2 separate regions of the Hordeum vulgare genome follow, and region 1 is linked to region 2. A link is a contact called in public Hi-C data. All regions are on one chromosome and are shown on one strand. The core of a region is the stretch at or near the end of the contact, and the rest is flanking DNA. Distances in the headings are between cores, read along the strand shown.

Region 1 (4,678 bases), core at 993-3,492, 190 kb after region 2:
TTATGACAATATTTGAAGCTTTATGCTCCGATAGAATCTCACGTCTGGAGACAAAAAGAGGAACTTAGACAGTGTTATACCAGAAGTGTGCATACAGCCTACTGTGTCTTAACAAGAGCAGAGAAGAGGAAAACCTATTCTTGCCACCAAGAGCATGCCGAACACTGTCCTCATCCTCAGCCGTTAGAGGAACAAAAGGTTCCGGCACCTCCTGAGACAGATGTCGGCACAGATATTTAACATCGAACAGAGCAATAACATTTCGTCAAAAGGAAGATTCCACTAGTTTGATTATAACACTTTATTCTTGCTTTCTGTAACAATAACTGCAGTGCTGTTTTTGTATCCCCAGTTTCCATTTTCCAGTATTAATGACATTGCATAATCTAAAGGTACCATCCAAAAGTACTTCGAAAAAAACATGTATCACATGACCAACAACCTTTAAGATGATGTAATACTTATGGGTGATAGCAGTAAAATAACTCAAATTAATTAAGACCAATTATAGTATACAAAGACGAGAAATGTTGATCTCAGCAGACCTGCAAAAACACAAAAACACTTAACGCTCATACTAGACTCCAATGGTGAGTTCACCAGTATATATATCAGCTGCATGCCAATGCCCTTAGGCACGACCATGCATAACAAAGAAAACAAGGAGTGGGCAATTAACAGCAGGTGCTGTAGAGAAACTCACTGCAGAAGAGGATAAATCATTAATTTAAGATTAACAACTGGTGAGGTTCGTTTAGTATCCCAGAATTGCACAAATGATACGTCACATCCCATAAAGTTTGGTATCCCAATGCACACTAACAATGTCATATCAAGTGTGCTAGCATTACATACAAGTTAGTCCTGTGATTATTTTTCATATCGGAACCAACCAAATTTAGTTTATCTTTATTTCATAGAAATGCCTCTCAGTTACAGCGTTCTATTATTACCTAATAATCATTTCGCAAAATAAACACTGCTTTCCAGGCCTGAAAAATCAGTACATACAGATAGTATAAAAAAAGATGAACAAGCTGCTCCATTGCTTCACACGAACCTAATCCTTTCCAGGAACTCAAACCAATTGTAAGCCGCCGGTTTAGTTAAGAAATAATTTTTAAGTGGACATAATTAGTTGCTTCCATAATCAGATTCTCAGAAAAAGCTCTTGTTCACAACAGCTTTCTTGTTTCATGAGCATATCAAGGTTTACGGCTATGGTCTCAGCTCTAGCACTTGGGGACAAGAATCCACAAATTTTATTGTGTCAGGCCCTTTACCTAATGCAAGTAAGTTTGAGTAAATGTATAGCAACAACTCTGCAAACTCTGCATTGTATAAAGTCATTATACAATTCATTTATGACAAACAGATAAAGGATGATCGAGAGTACACCTTTTTGTTGGGCGTGATTTGCGGACGGACCTTGGGGAGCGGCTCAAATCCAAGTCGGCCCTTCTCGGCAAGACACACCTCAAACTCAAGTATCCTGAGCCTATCGTCGCGCTGCCGGCTGGACGCCTCATACAGATCCTTGTACAGAGTCACCTTCCTCACTACGACCTCACCCTTCACCTCGTCTCGCTCCTCTTCGTCCTGCTTTATATCTCCAAGGTCATCGACGGCGACCACCTCAACGGTAGCTTTCGCGCCTCTCGGCACATAGGCGAGGGGAGTAGGCGGCGGGGGGTGAGTGACACTATTGACAAGGTCGACGTACTGGTCGAGGCCGAGAGGTTGTGGTGGCGGGGACTGAGAACAAGACGATGGATCGGAGTTGGAGCGGGTATTTCCGAGGCCGAAGGCACGGATGACGCGCTTGGGCCCATGGATGGGGCGCTGGACCGGCGGTCGCGGGGGAAGGCGGCGGCGGCTGGGGCGCAACGAGGAAAATGAGGAGGAGGTGGAGGCGGAGGCGGTTGACGAAATGGGACCCGGCGCAGCCGAGGAGGTCGACGAGGGGACGTGAGAAGACGAGTGGAGAGGCAGAGGAGGGGCGGTGGGGAGAAGGGGTGCGAGCTTGGGCTTCTTGGAGGGAGATGGAGCGGAGGAAGGGAAGGAGGGGAGGAGGCGGTGGTCGGCGGAGACGCGCTTGCGGCTTTCGGTGAGGGCGCCCATCGCCGCCGGCGGAAACCCTAACCAGGCGAAAAAAAATTTGGGGTGCGCAGCAGAGCGTGGCCTTGCCGAAGCGAGGAGCCGGGGATCCCCTCTTTTTTCCCAAACCACGTATGCATCGTTAGATTTTCATGGAAAAAATTAGCTATTTACCACTTTTAATACTGGGCTTCGCAAAATTACCACTTTTAAGATTGACTTGGTAAAAATGCCACCTAGCTCCTTTGCACTTTGATTATCATGTCATTTTTTATTTTTCTATTGCTTTTCTTTTTCTTTTCCATTTTTGGGACCTAAAAGGACCAAAGTATCCTTTAGCTGTTTCAACCTTATCTAGTGCGTTTGTGGTCTGATTGGTTGTATCGTATTGTTCTAGTCTAGCTCGTTCTTGTCGCCGGGCTTGCTTGCCGCCATACCTCACTGATGCCTGCGCTAGCTATCCGAACTCCGCCGGTGTTCGCCCATGGTTGTGCGCCGCTGCAAGTTCTCGTCGTCACTCGTCATTGCAGCTCTCCGTCGACGCTCGTCCATGTCTGCACGTGCCGATCCAGCTCGCTCTCGCGCCGCGGATCCTTCCGTGTCCCAGCGCAGCTCGCCGCAGGTGCTTGTGCACGCCTGGACGCGACAGCGCAGCCCGCCGTGGGTGCTCGCCCTTGCGTGTGGTGCCGGGTGACGGGTAGGACGCAATGCCGAGGAGATCGACAGCACAAGACACCAAGGTGATCGTCGGGACACGAAGTCGTGGAGATCGGCAGTACACAACGTCAAGGAAAATGGCAGCGCGTGATGTCTAGGAGATGGTGGCTACGCCCAGCGATTGACCCAAGAAGTCCAGGCGCAGGGATGTGGCAAGCACGGGCATTCTCGGCAGGCAGCACTCATCCTCTTGGAGTATTGATTTGGTTCCAAAGTACGTGAAGATAGCATCAGGGGTACTTTGGTCCTTTTAGGTCCTAGAAAATGGAAAATAAAAAGAAAAGCAATAGAAAATGAAAAAATGGCATGATAATCAAAGTGCAAAGGAGCTAGGTGGCATTTTTACGAAGTCAATTATGAAAGTGGCAATTTTGCGAAGCCCGATATTGAAAGTGGTAAATAGCCAATTTTCTCAATTTTCATGTATTGTAGCAAAATTATTTCGATGCAATAAATTTCGTTCACGGTGCATTAATTTTTGTTTACGGTTGTAACAAAAATATAGTTGTAGCAAAAATATATGAACGTGGTCGTAACAAAAAACGAAGTTGATGATGCGTGGTAGCAAAATAAAAAAGGTTGTAGCAAAACAATTCGATGAACTCGGGTTACAACTATGACGAACGTGTATGCAGCTTTTTTAGTGAACGGTTGCAGCAAAAAATGATACCGGTTGTAGCAAAAATCTGACGAACTGGGTTACAACCAAATGTATATGCAGCTTTTTTAGTGAATAAATGTAGCAAATTTGGACATTGGTTGTAGCCATACGCGCGGGTCGCGCGCGAGATGCGTGGACAGCGAGCTACCGGCGCGTTGCTTCCACCGACGCGTTGAAGGAAAACGCTTCCCAATTGTAAAAGAGAAAGATATAAAGAAATGACACAATTAGGGTAAAGATTTAGAGACAAGTATAGAAAGAAAAGCGGTTGCGTAGCTAAAAAAACTAGCCGAGGCCCACCAGCATGTGTGCATGGGTGCAACACGAGCCCACTAGATGAAGCCGGATCGTACGCTGCCCACGAGACCGGTGGGACGCGCGATCGTTCGTCCGGTTGGGAACGTTTCCTTTTATTTTTTATCTCCTTCTTCTCTTGAGAAAATCATTTTTAGCTGTGACTACCTCTTTTCCGGTTTACACGACTTATCTCAAAATTTTTGTTTTCCCATTTTATTGGTCTCATTTCTAGTGATTCACATCATGTGCTCAAATATCGAGGTGCAATAAATCTCTGCATGCAAGGATTAAAACAAAACTCATCAATGCATGTAAAGTTTTTAGTTATTTATTGGTCGTGCATGCATGCATTGTAATTAATGCATTGGTAAATATAATATTTTGTGGAAAAGGAGCGCATTAATTAAGTACTTTTGCAAACTATTAAAATTATTCCACCGCTCATCATCTAACTTGGTTAATGAGATTCTTGAGTTGAGCCATATAATCCGAAAATGAGGGAGTAGCACACAATGCTTGTGTTTTGCTAAGGAGGTAGGAGTAGATCAAATGACGAGCCCGCCATGCGTCTAAACAGGTCAGGCTGGCACGACCCACGACGGCCAGTTTATAAGTGGGTCTTGATGTGCCAGCACATGGGCCACATGCTTTTCGGCTTATTGGTCATTTTTGACCTTTTAGGCCAATAGCTTAATTTAAAAATATAAATAATAATTGGTCATGTTAGTCGGCGACCTTACCTTAATGGATGAGCACGACACATGATGTGCCACGGATCATGCACGACTTATCTAGTTGTGTGTCGAGCATGCATGCTCGTGGGCCACCCCGTCTAGGAAACTATAATGTGGACAATGAATGTAATTATAAGATGTCGTTGTTGGAATGAACGGTGGCAAGGAGAAC
Region 2 (4,848 bases), core at 1,995-4,494:
ATTATATTAGAAGTCCAAGTTATATTAGAGTCCAAGTTATATTAGAGTCCAAGTACATCCGGTACTTCGGCCTCATTGCCGCGCCATTGACGCGTCTCCTTCGACGCGACGCCTTCTCCTGGGACGAGGAGGCGACTACGGCATTCGAGGCTCTCCAGCGGGCGCTAACGACGGGACCCGTCCTCCAGATGTCGGACTTTGATATGCCGTTCGTGGTGGACGGCGACGCCTCTGGCATCGGCTTCGGCGCCGTCCTCCACCAGGGCGAGGGACCGCTCGCTTTCTTCAGCCGCCCCTTCGCCGCTCGCCATCACAAGCTCGCGGCCTACGAGCGCGAGCTTATTGGGCTGGTTCAGGCGGTGCGCCACTGGCGGCCTTATCTTTGGGGCCGGTCATTCCGTGTGCGCACGGACCACTACAGCCTCAAGTTCTTGCTGGACCAACGCCTCTCCACCGTTCCGCAGCACCTGTGGATCAGCAAGCTCTTCGGCTTCGACTTCACCGTCGAGTACCGCCCCGGCCGTCTCAACACGGTCACCGACGCCTTGTCCCGCCGCGACACTGAGGATGTCGCGGACGACGTTGCCTTCTTTCGCCTTCATCGACGACATTCGCCGGGCAACTTCGACGGCCGCGGACGCGCAGGGCCTGCGCCAGCGCCTTGACGCCGGCGAGCTGGACGCGCCCTGGCGCTTGGACGAGGGGCTACTCCTACATGGCCGCCGCATCTTCGTGCCCGACCATGGCGACCTGCGCCACCAGGTCCTGACCTTGGCGCACTCTGCAGGGCACGAGGGCGTGCAGAAGACTCTCCATCGTCTCCGTGCTGATTTTTACATCCCCGGTTATGGGCGCGATGGTCCGCGACTGGGTGCGGTCGTGCGTGACGTGCCAGCGGAACAAGACGGAGACACTACGACCCGCGGGTCTACTGCAGCCACTGAACGTACCCTCCCAGGTATGGGCGGATATTTCCATGGACTTCGTCGAGGGTCTTCCCAAGGTGGGCGGCAAGTCCGTCATCCTCATGGTGGTTGACCGCTTCTCCAAGTACGCGCACTTCATCGCCCTGGGTCATCCATATACAGCCGCTTCCGTGGCGCGGGCCTTCTTCGACGGCATCGTCTGCCTCCACGGTTTTCCTTCGTCCATCGTCAGCAATCATGATCCCGTGTTCACGGGACATGTCTGGCGGGATCTCTTTCGACTAGCGGGCGTGAAGCTCCGATGAGCACGGCGTTCCACCCTCAGACAGACGGCCAATCCGAGGTGGTCAACAAGGTGATCGCCATGTACCTTCGTTGTGTTACTGGTGATCGTCCACAAGCATGGGTGGACTGGTTGGCGTGGGCGGAGTACTGCTACAACACCTCCTATCACTCCGCCCTTCGCACCACGCCTTTCGAGGTGGTCTACGAGCGCCCACCTCCGGCGATGCTCCCTTACGAGCCTGGGACAGCTCGGTCCGAGACGGCGGGCGACTTACTCCGCACCCGCGACGACATTCTGGCTGAGGCGCGCCAGCGTCTTGTCCAAGCACAGCAGCTGGCTCGGAAGTACTATGATGCTCATCATCGCGAGGCGGAGTTCGCGGTGGGCGATTGGGTGTGGTTGCGCCTCCTCCACAGGACCACGCAGTCTCTGGACCCGCGCTCCAAGCGCAAATTGGGACCTCGCTACGCCGGTCCCTTTCCTGTGCTGGAGCGTGTCGGTACACTCGCATACCGCTTGGAGCTGCCAGCTGGTTCTCGCCTCCACGACGTCTTCCATGTCGGATTACTGAAGGCCTACCGCGGGGACCCTCCTGCAGCGACGCCGGCCCTTCCTCCTACTTCGGATGGCCGCCTCCTTCCAGCTTCCGCACAGGTGGCGAAGCTGCTGCAGGCGCAATAGCGTCGCGGCGTCTAGCATGTCTTGGTACAGTGGACCGGCCTGCCAGAGGAGGAAGCGACTTGGGAGAAGCTCGACGATTTCCGCCAGCAGTTTCCAGATGTTCAGCTCGAAGACGAGCTGTTTGAGAAGGCGGGGAGAGATGTTATGACCGGTACAACGTACCAACGGAGGAGGCCCAATGGGCAGGGTTAGTTACGGGCTTAGCCCTAGTTATCTTAGGTATATTAGAGTCCAAGTTATATTAGAAGTCCAAGTTATATTAGAGTCCAAGATATCTAGGGTTCAGTGGAGGTTGTCCTCCTATATAAACACATGTACCCCTTCGATATTAAGCAGACAATAAACAGTATTCTGTTGTCGGAGACGGGAGCCCCAAACCATAGCCGTCTCTCTCTCTCTCTCTCACGCCGCGACGGCACCCAACCGCCGGCGCCGGCGTCCCCAACCTCGCAGCCCGCACTTCCACCCCTACAACCTACGTCCGAGACCTGGTAGAACCCTAGCCTCTACCAAAAACGCTCTTATATTATGGGACGGAGAGAGTAATACTTTAATTGTTTGATACCATAAACACAGTAGTTACTGAGCTCGTAAGAGGAATTACAGAGGAGTTGGCATTTCTGACGAACTCTGCCTCCCTCAACTTGAATACGGGGTAATCACGGTGCTTGGGGATGGTCTCACACAGCAAGCTGCAGCAGGTCAGACGTCAGGCGTTAACTGATCATCACAATAGTAAGAAGCGAATATCAGGATTAATCAATCAACGTTCAGCCAACCTTGTATATCTCAGGAGGATGACATACAGGTCGAGGATGTTCTTCTCGTCTCGATATATCTTGGCCTGTGCAGCACATAAAAGAACAAAATTTTAGCACCGTCTGGAACAATTCCAACAAAAATACGGTAGCACTAACGTTAATTACGTACAAACCAAATTCATCACATCGCGTGTTAACAGAACAAGAAAACAACCGCGAATTGCGCGAAAGACCAGCTAGAAGTTAAATTTCAGCCCCAAAAGGGCAGATCTATAGTGGTGGTAGGAATTCCGCGCGAGAGATTTCGAAGATGGTTAGGGTTTGACCTGGCGGAGGAGGGTGCCCGCGATGCGGAAGTAGTAGGGGAGGCTGATGCGGTGGTCGATGGCGATCGGCCGCGCGCAGGCCTCGATGCTGATGATGCCCTTGGCAGGCTGCGGTGGCCCCATGGCCTTGTCTGGCGAGCTCCTCTCCTCCTCCGGCCAGAAGTTTGCGACGAGAATTAGTGACAAGAATTAGCTACGCGGGTTAGGAAAGGAGCGGCAGACTTCGGGAATTAGCACGCACTCGCATTCCACGCGGCGAAGTAGTCGTTCTGGCGGTGTACCGCCTTCGTACTAGGTATTTTAGGCAATTGATGGATTATTCCGGTCAAATCTTAGGACCTGTTTGGTTTCAAATAATTGATCTGAAAAGTGTAAAAAGTAAGTTATTTTATCAAACAGACTCAACTTGTAAGTCACCTAATTTATAAGTCATAAGTTTTATAAGTCATAAGTTGTTCTATCCTAATTTAAAACTTATAAGTCACCCACTTTTGCGTGGGTCCCACCACTGTAACATCTCAAATTTTCAACTTGAAATGTTATTGCATTATAGTATCTTGCATATCATATTTTATTTGCATAATTACTGATCCAAAAAAATTCTAAGCAACTCAAGTATTCTTGGAGAGAGTTGGGAATTTATTTATTTTCATATTGGGATTTTCTCAAATAATGAAAAGAGGATCATTGATTTTAATTATTTTTCTCTTCAAATATTTCATATATAAAAATATGAGAGAGGAAATAAAATGACTTTTCCAAAATTTAGAAATATTTGAGAGGAAATATTAAAGCCAAATAATAATTTTTATTTGGATTTTATTTGCTATTTTATTTGATTTACGAAAATACGCGTTTTTTAAAATATTATTTCGGTCTTTTAAAAATGTCCACATTGTAGAACTCGTTTTACAAATTCGGCAAGATTTGTTTCATCGAAATCGGAGTTCGTATGGACTTTCGTTTTAATTTTCTATCTTGTTCGGTTTTAAAAAACGAACCGACCCCGGAGGCCTATATAAGCCGCCCGACCCCATGCGCACAAACCCTAGCCGCAGCCCGCCGCCCGAGGTAGGAAAAATATATATATATACATATTTTTCTCAGATTTATTTATTTATTTATTTTGGTTTATTTAATTAACGGACGTTCGTCCGTACGTTCGTTTTAACCAACACTATTCGTTAATTAGTTTCACACGACGAACGTTCGTTCTTCCGTCTGTTCGTTAGATTTATTTTCGGGGATTTTTCCGTGATTAATTTCGATCGCGATTCCTGATCCGAATTTCGTTTTAATTTAACTTTTCGCTCGTTTATCGAAATCAGGTGATTCAAACGCCCAGATTTTCGTCACGAAAATCTCTTTCCGATTAATCCACTTGCACAAGATTTTTACAAATAAAATTTTGACTTTAGTCCAGATTAGTAAACGAATCCCGTTTTTTCGCAGTTTGAGTTTCGTTGATCCGTTTGATTTGATTCTTTTTGCAAACCGGAGTTCTTTACTTGAACTTTCTGGTTAGATCTTATTCGATTTTACCGGTGCATCTATATTGTTGCTTATGTGTGCTATTGTTTGTTGTGATAGAATACACGGATTGTGAAGCGTGCTACTACGAGTCCCTAGGTTTTGCGGATCATCAGTAAGGCAAGTAACACTTTGATCATATCCCCTATTACCCAGTTTTATTGCATTAGATCCACCCACACACATTGCATGGTTAGGATCTAATTAACATGTGAGTATTGGGAAGTAGATACACAGGTAGAACCTATTACATGTCTACTGTCAAACTTTTGGGAGTTACTTCTATGTTATGTTATTATTGCTATGATATGCTCGTAGACGTTATTGGGTGAGTGATT

Evidence for each region. A called contact is a pair of places that touch in the nucleus more often than the background predicts.
Region 1: a contact with region 2 is called in a Hi-C map of leaf, with 4 times the contacts expected there. The contact joins the promoter of LOC123443614 here to the promoter of LOC123443613 in region 2. A contact is called at or near these places in 2 of 6 Hi-C or Micro-C datasets (leaf and seedling).

What each region holds. Positions count from the first base shown.
Region 1 is chr3H:249,561,285-249,565,962 of MorexV3_pseudomolecules_assembly, forward strand. It overlaps LOC123443614 (ubiquitin-like-specific protease ESD4), which reads right to left and starts at 2,243. Exons shown (of 9, transcript XM_045120081.1): 1 at 1,429-2,243; 2 at 135-211; 3 at 1-44. The coding sequence starts at 2,121.
Region 2 is chr3H:249,374,882-249,379,729 of MorexV3_pseudomolecules_assembly, forward strand. It overlaps LOC123443613 (AMSH-like ubiquitin thioesterase 3), which reads right to left and starts at 3,245. Exons shown (of 14, transcript XM_045120078.1): 1 at 2,981-3,245; 2 at 2,673-2,737; 3 at 2,498-2,585. The coding sequence starts at 3,103.